Linked DNA regions of Mus musculus: region 2 is linked to region 1. Evidence: chromatin contacts called from public ChIA-PET data. All regions are on one chromosome and are shown on one strand. The core of a region is the stretch at or near the end of the contact, and the rest is flanking DNA. Distances in the headings are between cores, read along the strand shown. Region 1 overlaps Rere (arginine glutamic acid dipeptide (RE) repeats). Region 2 overlaps Tnfrsf9 (tumor necrosis factor receptor superfamily, member 9).

Region 1 (4,648 bases), core at 651-3,150:
GAGAAACTTAGGTTTGGTGGTTTGGAGAGATAGCTCAGAGATGAAGAACAATGGAATTCATCCTAGCACCCACAGGACTATATGGTAGACAGACAGACACACAGATAGAATATCCATACACATAAAATTAAAAACAAACAAATCTTTTTTTAAAAAAAGAAACTTAGATTTTACATTAGTAAAGCATGAAACCAAAGGAGACCATCAAGAAAGTAAGTGAAAAATTTGACAGATCATCAACTTCACAGAACACTCATCTCTCATGCTGAGGGGGTGTACATACCAAGCACAGACTGTACACTGCCCACAGCAGTGACCCCAAGGTTCACCAAAGATTTTCTCAATTCTTTCTTAGGAGTTTTCTGATCAACACCAAAGGTTAAAGGAAGGATATCAACTGTCCTTCCCCCAGTCCACTGGAACCAAGATACATCTGAGAGGAAACAGACATAAATAGCAACTATGCAGGAAAAATATGTGTAAACTAAACCAAACCATGCCGTGGTAACATCTATAGCCTTATAAAATTCAATAGGTGTTACTGTTATAGAAATGCCACAACAGCCAAAGCAGGCACAAAAAGGGGCTAAGCAAGATGACTAAAATCACACACATGATGTTTCTTACATCTACAACCCACTTGTGATGCTGAGATTAAACCCAGGACCTTGTACATGGTTATAACTGCTCTTCCAGACGGTTAAATCACCACCAGCAGCGCCCATCTCCCCTGACTCCCATCCCTTCTCTCACCTACCTCTGTTTGTCTGTTTTCCAGAAAGGGTCACCATATGTAGACCAGGCTAGCCTTGAACAGAGATCCACTCGTCTCTGCATCCAAAGTGCTGGGATTAAAGGTGTACACCATCATGCCTGGCCAGAGTCCATCTCTTAACCACAAAGCTATCCTGCTTTAAATTATGTGCCTCAAAATTCCAGGTTATCTCATGTAGTGAGCAATGAAAACCTGGTGCTGTTGCAGACTATTAAAATTAAAAAACAAAAACAAAAAGAAAACCTTTGAAAACCAGCAATGTTATCTGGCAGTGAGGATTATTTTCCATCATAAGTTGTTGAATACCAGGCCAAGCCTGATGATGGCTCTAAATCCTGGCACTTGAGAGGCAGAGGTAGGCAGATCTCTTTAAAGTTTGTCTATATAGTGAGTTTCAGGCTAGCCACGATGGTGGGAGGGATGGAGTGTGAGAGCAACAACAGGAGAGATGGTTCAGCAATTAAAAGTGTATACTGTTCTTCTAGAGAACCTAAGTTTGGTCACAGCACCCACTTCAGGATGCTTATAATTCCTGCTCCAGGCTATCTGACGCCTCTGTGCATTCATATGAGCGCACACACATGCATGCACGTGCCAACACCAACACACACACACACACACACACACACACACACACCTATACATAAATAAATATAGGAGACTGGAGAGATGGCTCTGTGTTTAAGCACACTGACTGTTCTTTAAGAGGACCCCAGGTTCAAATCCCAAGACCCACATGGCGGCTCACACTGTCTGTAACTCCAAGATCTGACACTCTCACACAGACATGAAGGCAAAACACCAATGAAAATAAAAATAAAAAAATAATAAACATAATTAAGTGTAATAAAAATAAATGTTAGAAACTGTTTTAGCATTCTCATTTAAAAACAAAGGGAGCTAGGTATGGTGGCACGTGTCTTTAATCCCTGCACTTGGGAGGCAGTAGGCAGGCAGATCTCTTGAGTTTGAGGCCAGCCAGTCTACACAGCAAACTCCAGAACAGCAGGGACTAGAGACCCTGTCTCAAAAAATAAAAATGAATAGTCTGAATTAGAAGGCCTTAGTGCCAGAAAAACAGCTGCAGCCCCACATGCAACAGGAAGCCACAGGTGAGCTGCTATAGCTGCGTGACTTGCTTTCAAAGGGAAATCAATTTTCTTTTCCTGTTCTCTTTTATACCAACATGCCTGAGAAAGAAAATGTAATGACTTAGACTCCAGAGAAGGAAATGTTACTCTGACACTCGTATTCACAGTGTGAGGAATCAGGCATTCTCATAAGCAGCATCCTGCTGTGGAGAAGGCCTCAACACATGCCAGGAGTCACTGATGAAGCTGCAAAGTGACACTGAGATGTGGACTCAGCAGGTGAGAAGGAAAACTTTCCCATCTGAAACTGATGTGGTGTAAGGTTGGTCCATCTGGCCAAACCTAACCATCCCAGTGAGGCAGCAATTCTCTACCTGTGTGATCAGTAACCAGGAACACCATCAATCTGGGGGTTTTGTACACTCAATTCTCAGAATCCAGGGCTTACTGAAGGCCCCAATGTCAATGCCCAGAACAAAGGGGTCAAATGCAAAGAGGAGCCTTTGTAGCAGGAAGCCTTAGCAAAAGCTTTTGCTTTCATACACAGGGAGGCAAGACACTGAATGGCACGTTCTAAACAGGCTTTAAGAGAATTTCGAGAACTAAGTCTGATAGAGTAGCAAATAGAAAACCTTAATTTCCTCCCTAAGGATAAAAGAGCAAACCTTAGCATACAATTAACAGCTCTACTAAAATTTTAAAACTATGTATTTTAGGGTCCAGAGAATAGCTCCATAGTTAAGAACACTCTCTCAGAGAACCCAGGCTCAATTTCCAATACCCACGTGACAGGCAGCTCCTAACTTTCTGTAACTCCAGCTTAAGGGGATCAGCTGCTCTCCTCTGGCTTCCCTAGGCACAAGCCATACACACGGCGGACAGACATACATGCAGACAAAACCCTCATACACATGAATAAAACTGAAGACAGTGGAACGATTTTATCATCGTAAACTGAAGCAGAAACGTTCGAGGATGAAATGTCCTAGCATATTTCCAATAAAAAATTTAAAACCTCGAAGGTTTTGTATATGTGTGTACATGCACATGTGTGTGTACATTTGTGTGTCTGTGTGTATACACATGTTCCATGTCAGTACACATGGAGACCAGAAACTGGCATCATGTGTCTTCTTTAGTTGATCTCTACCGTATTTTTGGGACAAGCTCTCTCACTGAACCTGGAGCTCACTGACTCAGCAAGACCAGCAAGGCAGTAAACTTTAAGATCCGTCTGCATCCCAGATCGAGGATTAGGACTGGATCTCGCACTGCCACACCTGGCTTCTTACAAGAACACTGAGGCTCGTGCAGCAAGCACCGTATCTCCCCAGCCCCACGTCACACCTTCAAATGGGAAGCCTTTGGTCGTTACACACAGACCTGTGTTGCTTTGTACATTGCCTATAGCTGTTTATTCTATTCAGCCCAAGAAGAAAAATTCACAGTTCAGTGTAAAGGAAAGTTTTTCTACAGTGGTGCCTTCAACAACTGGAGCTAGATATGTCTTTGTGTGTACGTGGGAGGGGGTGCGCTGTGCATACTGGATGTGTAGGAGCAGTCGCGGTCTATACCCATTTAGGTTCTGCTAGCACAACCCCAAGTTCTGATCAGCATTACAAAAAGAAAAACCTCTCCAGATATCACCACATAATCTCTGGGAAACAAATTTGCCCACAAATGAGAACTTAAATACCTGTGTTGTTTTACTCAAAATTATGCCTGACTAATATGGAATCCATAGACCTAACACCATTACTTCCTTGTTCCGCTAGCTGTGGGGGAGGGGCAACAGCATTACAAACACTCTAATGTGCCATGTTCTTTGTTCTCTAAAATAAACTGAACTGCCTGCAACAGTAATTATACAGCTGTCTCAGGCCGAATCAGGAGAATAAGAGCAAACGCCCCAAGAACCTGAAGGTCATTAGGAGCAGCGCTCCTCTGGAGACCCAGTCTGCTTCTGGAGCAAGGAAGGGCTTTTGCTGATGCCCAACTCAAGAGAAAATGAGAAGCCAAGGGAAAGAGAAGCCAAATGCCTATAAGCCAAGTCCCTGGTCTGAACGCAGGAAAGAATTCTGAAGCGCTGTTTCCATAGCACAACTGTAATGAGAACACTAAGAAAGGGAAAGAAAAACATAAGGACAAAGCATTGGGTTGCAGAAATAGCTCAGCTGGTGAAATGTTTGCCCTGAAAACAACAGTTCAGTTCAGTGCCCATTCGAGGAGAAGAAAGGGGAATGTATTAGGTGCTGGGTTTCAGATGCCTCGCAGATAAGACGCAGGCACAGGGAAAGGTCAGAAAGCTCGGGCTTACGTATAAAGCTAGCTAGCAGGCCTCAGCACAGGAGCAGGGCGCCGGCAGCAGAAAAGACTACACTGGGGCTGGCCTTTACTTAGCACACACAAAGCTTCCAGCACTGCATAAACCAGGCACGATGGCACAGCACTTGGGAGGTGGAGGAAGAAGGATCATAATAAGAAAAAAAAAAAAATGGGTGAGGGAAAGAGAAGGAGAAAAAAAAAAAAAACTGAAACAAATAGGGTATTATGGGCAGGCCAGTAAGTTTGTGAAGGGGACTTGGGGAGGGGGAGCCATGGCACCTGCAATGGCAGGGTGATGGGAAGTGTGTATCAGGATGTCACTGGAAACCCTGACATGGAAACAATACACCAGTCTATTCACAGAGAAACTCTCATACTTAACAAGGGCCTATGAACAAACTCCAGATTAATGTTGTTACCAAATGCTACACTTAATAAAACCCAGGCAGCTCCAGTC
Region 2 (4,648 bases), core at 1,401-3,900, 540 kb before region 1:
CGGCCCAGTTGCAGATGCTAAGATAAGAATGTAAAGTAGCCTCATCGAAAACGTCCAACAAGCAACAAGCAACACATCAGAAACACAAGGGCAACGAGTAGACAGAGAGCTACATGCCGCGGTGAACGGCCAGACTCCCAGCTGCTTGGCAGGTGAGGTAGGATGCTGCTTGAGGTCAGGGGTTCCAGACCAGAAGGGACAACAGCGTGAGACCCCGAGAGAGAATGGAAAGGAACCCAGTGGCTATTTTAAAACTGAAAAATTATGATAATTGAAAATTTAGGAAATCGATGACTATCTTCACAATGGAATGAGGGGAGTGGAGCAGGAAATGTCATTATTTGATCCACGGACGGACGGACAGACAGACGGGTGGACAGACAGAGCCTCAAGGACAGGTGGGGTCTCTGATGAGAGAGCCGAGCTGACATCACTGGAGCGCGGCGGGCGGGAGAAGGGAAACAGGGCTGGATGGTTTAAAAGGCATTTGGAGGAATAATGGCTGAATCGCCATCACCCGCCTCAGAGCTGGGAAAAGGCAAAATCTGCAAGTTCTAGAAGCTGGACCTCAAACCAGAGGGGTCCAGGGATCCACACCACGTCGCAGTCAGAGCTCTGAAGACAAAAGGCAGAGAAAAGTCTTGAGAGCAGCGAGAGACGCCGGCCATGCCGGCCATGCTACTTACGGGGAAACCCACTGGGATAACAGCGGATCTCTTATCAGAATCCTGGAGGCCAGCAGGAAGTGCCTCCCACCACACAGAAGGGGAAATGTTACCCTATTTACAGATGACATTGTGGTCTACACAGAAAACCCCAAGGACTCTGCAAAACACCCCCCTTGACCATGGGGGTGTGTTCATGAGAGAGACGGGATAGAAGCCAGTTTCACAAGCACACCGCTTCTACACATAATGAACACATGATCTAAGGCCCTATGTCATGTCCAGTTGTCTAAAGAAAAGAGGGGGTGGGACTGGAGTGCTGGACACTGCTGGCTCACACCTTTAATCCCAGTAGATCTCTGATTTTAAGGCCAGCCTGTCTACATAGTCCCAGGACAGTCTGGGTTACACAGAGAAACTCTGTCTCAAAAACAAACAAACAAACAAAAATTCCAAGAGCCTGGAGAAATGGCTCAATGGCTAAGAGCACTGACTGCTCTTCCAGAGGTCCTGAGTTCAATTCCCAGCACCCACATCTCACCCACAGCTCACAACCATCTGTAATAGATTTGATGCCCTCTTCTGGTGTTTTGAAGACAGCAACAGTGTACTCACATACAGAAAATAAACAGTTCTCTAAGAACAAAAGCAAACAAAACAAACAAAGGAATGGGGCTGGAGAGATGTTCAGTGGCCAAGAGGGCTTGCTGTTCTTGCAGAGGACCTGAGTTCAGTTCCCAGCACCCAGGTCAGAGAGCTCACAATCTCCTACTCCAGGGTGTCTGCCTCCAATACACACAGCATTCACTTACACAGGCATATATATATATATATATGTATATATATATATATATATATATATATACACATAGAAAAGCTTTAGAAAAGGATTTTTAAGAAGACAGAGGCGATAGTTCAGTGACTAAAGTGCTGGCCACCTACTTATGAGGATGTGAGTTCGGATCCCTAGAATCCCACAAAATGACCACGTGAGCATGGCAGCCTGGCTGTAATCCCAGACTTGGGGGGTAGAGAGAGGAGACCAGATCCTCAGAGCAAGATGGCTAGCAAGCCCAGCCATATAGGTGAGCTCTGAGTTTGATTGACAGATCCCACTTCCATGAAAAAGATGAAAGAAAAAAATCAAAGATGATTCCTGACACCAAAATAGGGCGTCCACGTGCACATTCTCCCACACAGGTATGCCCAGATGTGTGCAAAAATACACACACACACACACACACACACACATGCACGCGCGTGCTCGCGCGCGCGCGCTAAGAAGGGGGGCAGTAAATACTCAGGCCCAAATCTTAAAAAATAAAAATAAAAAAAGGCATATTGGACTTATATATTGTAAATTATAAAATATCGGTAAGGAAAGAGGAAGTGTAAATGGAGAGCCATACTAGGTTCATGGAGAGGGACAGCTAGCGGGAAGATCCGCAGATTTCACGACACCTCCATCAGAGTACCAGCTGCCTTTCTGTAGACACAGATAAGAATCTCATAAAGTTTACACGGAACTATAAAAGAAACAGAATAAACAGCTAAAACAAACCTGAACAGGTAAGATGGGGCGGGGAGGGTCCTCTACTCTCTACCCAGTTTTGAGACTGATATTATCATCACAGTAATCAAGACTCGATGGTGCAGGAATAGACACACAGCTGTAACAGAAGACTCCGCCCCCTCACAAGAACTGCCAATAATCAGGGACTCCACCCCCTCATGAGCACAGAGCCAATAAAAATGTGGGTAGACAGAGAAGGGAGACTGTTTCTTTGAGTAACACTGGAATATGGCAAGCACAGCTCCCTAGCCCCAAAAAGAAAAAGTCTCGACCTTAAGTTCTGACACTTTATAGCTAGCTAACTTATAGCTTTAAATGTCAAACACAAAAGTGTAAAACGTAGACACTACCACTGGGGAAAGTCTCAACCCTTCCGACCCAGGACGTAGGGAGGGGTTCTTAGATGTGGGCTGGCGAGGTAGCTGGGCGAAAAGCACCTGCTGCTGAAGCTTGAAGGCTTGCGTTTAATCCCTGTGAACCATGTGGTAGAAGGAGAGCACCTACTCCCACGGGGACTCCTCTGACCTACACACATGCACTTGCATGTGACTGCCCACACACACCCGTGCCCCCACATGCATTCCACCATGCACACACATCCATAGCCCCCACACGCACGCACTCATGCCTCATTACACCTCCTCCTCTCATACATCCACCACACTCTCTCTCTCTCTCTCTCTCTCTCTCTCTCTCTCTCGGGGAGGGAGAGACATAAAACTATTTTTCCTTTAGGAAAAAAAAAAAGTCAGTGCTCTATTTACATGTACACCTACACACCAGAAGAGGGCATAAGATCCCATTACAGGTGGCTGTCAGACACCATGTGGTGGCTGGGAATTGAACTCAGGACCTCTGGAAGAACGGTCAGTGCTCTCAGCCAGAGGAGCCATCTCTCCAGCTCCATTAAGAAAATATTTTGAAGCCAAATCCAGTGGTGAGACCAGCATTCCTATGGCAAGATGGATGAGAGGCAAAGACAGGGGTGGGGAATGGGGGTGGGGCCGGGGATGGAGACTCAGTGCTAGCTAGTCTACATTGCTTGGTGGATACAAGAGAGACTCAGCCAAGTGGAGGAGAGAATCTCCCTTTGCAGGTGGTCTTCTGATCTCAGCACACACACAAAGTAAACAAAAGCAAACTCAGAAACATCTGACTCTCTGGGTGCATTTATCTTAAGAGACACAAAAACTTACCCTCACATGAAACCTACCCATAAGCATCCATAGATTTAGGGGTGGGTTGTTGTTGTTTTTGTTTGGTTTGGGTTGATTGTTTTACATGTAAGAGTAAAATATCACAGGGCTGGAGAGCTGGCTCAGTAGTTGAGCACTCGCTGCTCCTGCAAAGGACCCTAGATCAGTTCCCAGCACCCACACAGAGGAGCCACACAGTGACATATCACTGCCTGTAAGTCCAGTTCCAGAGGGTCTGGCCTCCACATGTCCCTGCGTGCATTTTATACAATAAAACTCATGCAATTGTTTTTGTAACAAATTAATTGTAACACATTAAATAATAAATATACTTTTTAAACAACTAGGAGTTAAAATGGAAAATAGATGAGGGGGCTGCCAGAGAAAGGGGGACAGGAGTAGGGGCTGAGGAGAGCCAGCGGGGGCCAAGACCTTGCTTGTGGATAGTCTGGGGGCATTTTGTTTGCTTGATTGTTGTTGAGTCTTGTGATCTAGGGCCATGAGCCTCCTGCTTCAGTCTCTCTCATGCCGGGGCTCCAGATCTGCACCCCACGCCCCACTTTACAAGCTGCCTGGTTCAGTTATGTTACATGAATCTACACAGCTAATGAAGTGACTGACAGCTATGTGTGTTCACACCATCATTGTCCTGGCCTCGTGGTGACCTTAGGGTCTCACGGATGCCATGTGACGCTATCCTGCTCTTTGTGACTTTCTGTGAATGTGTAATTATATAAAAACTAAAAGGGTTTTAAAGCTTTTTATAAAATTGCAGGTCAGTCATTACTAATTAATACCTTTGAAGACATGTTCATAGAAACCTTGTTGGCTCTCTGGGAGTGGGGTGTGATGAGGATTTTTTTGGTAGTTTAGAGGGCTGCGCCGGAAAGAAGCCTGGGCAGGAGAGAGAACGACCAAAGAAAAGGAACAGACATCTACAGCTGGGGACATGCACGGTGTCCCCTTCATTGATAAGGAAAGGGCAGGTGGCCCGGCAGGAAGACTTCTCAGCGTAAGAAATCCAAACAGCCAATCAAATGTAAAAAGGCAAAAGGCAGCTAACTTCAACCATCATCAAGGAAATGTAAATTCAAAACACAACGAGCTCCTCTTCCCCACCCACCAGACAGATAAAAATAGCGCTGCCCCGTTCACACGGAAGCGGAGCAAGTGGAGAACTCGAAGCTCTCTGAAGAGGCATCCAGTACAGTCCC

What was found. ChIA-PET counts read pairs in DNA pulled down with a chosen protein or histone mark.
Region 2: an RNA polymerase II ChIA-PET map of memory CD8 T cells shows a contact between it and region 1, with 5 read pairs. The contact joins two enhancer-like sites. A contact is called at or near these places in 1 of 484 Hi-C or Micro-C datasets (CD8 T cells) and 1 of 115 datasets of contacts at active chromatin or transcription factors (memory CD8 T cells).

Annotation. Positions count from the first base shown.
Region 1 is chr4:150,396,478-150,401,125 of GRCm38.p6, reverse strand. All of the region lies in intron 1 of Rere (arginine glutamic acid dipeptide (RE) repeats), which reads right to left. Among named protein-coding and RNA genes, the nearest start is that of Gm52709, 69 kb to the left of the region's middle. Within about 2 kb of position 1,900, at least 20 of the 459 cell types and tissues checked have an H3K27ac peak or open chromatin away from gene starts, as enhancers often do. A contact at or near this core is called in memory CD8 T cells, where this site is marked.
Region 2 is chr4:150,938,148-150,942,795 of GRCm38.p6, reverse strand. All of the region lies in intron 7 of Tnfrsf9 (tumor necrosis factor receptor superfamily, member 9), which reads right to left. Among named protein-coding and RNA genes, the nearest start is that of Tnfrsf9, 20 kb to the right of the region's middle. Within about 2 kb of position 2,650, at least 37 of the 459 cell types and tissues checked have an H3K27ac peak or open chromatin away from gene starts, as enhancers often do. A contact at or near this core is called in memory CD8 T cells, where this site is marked.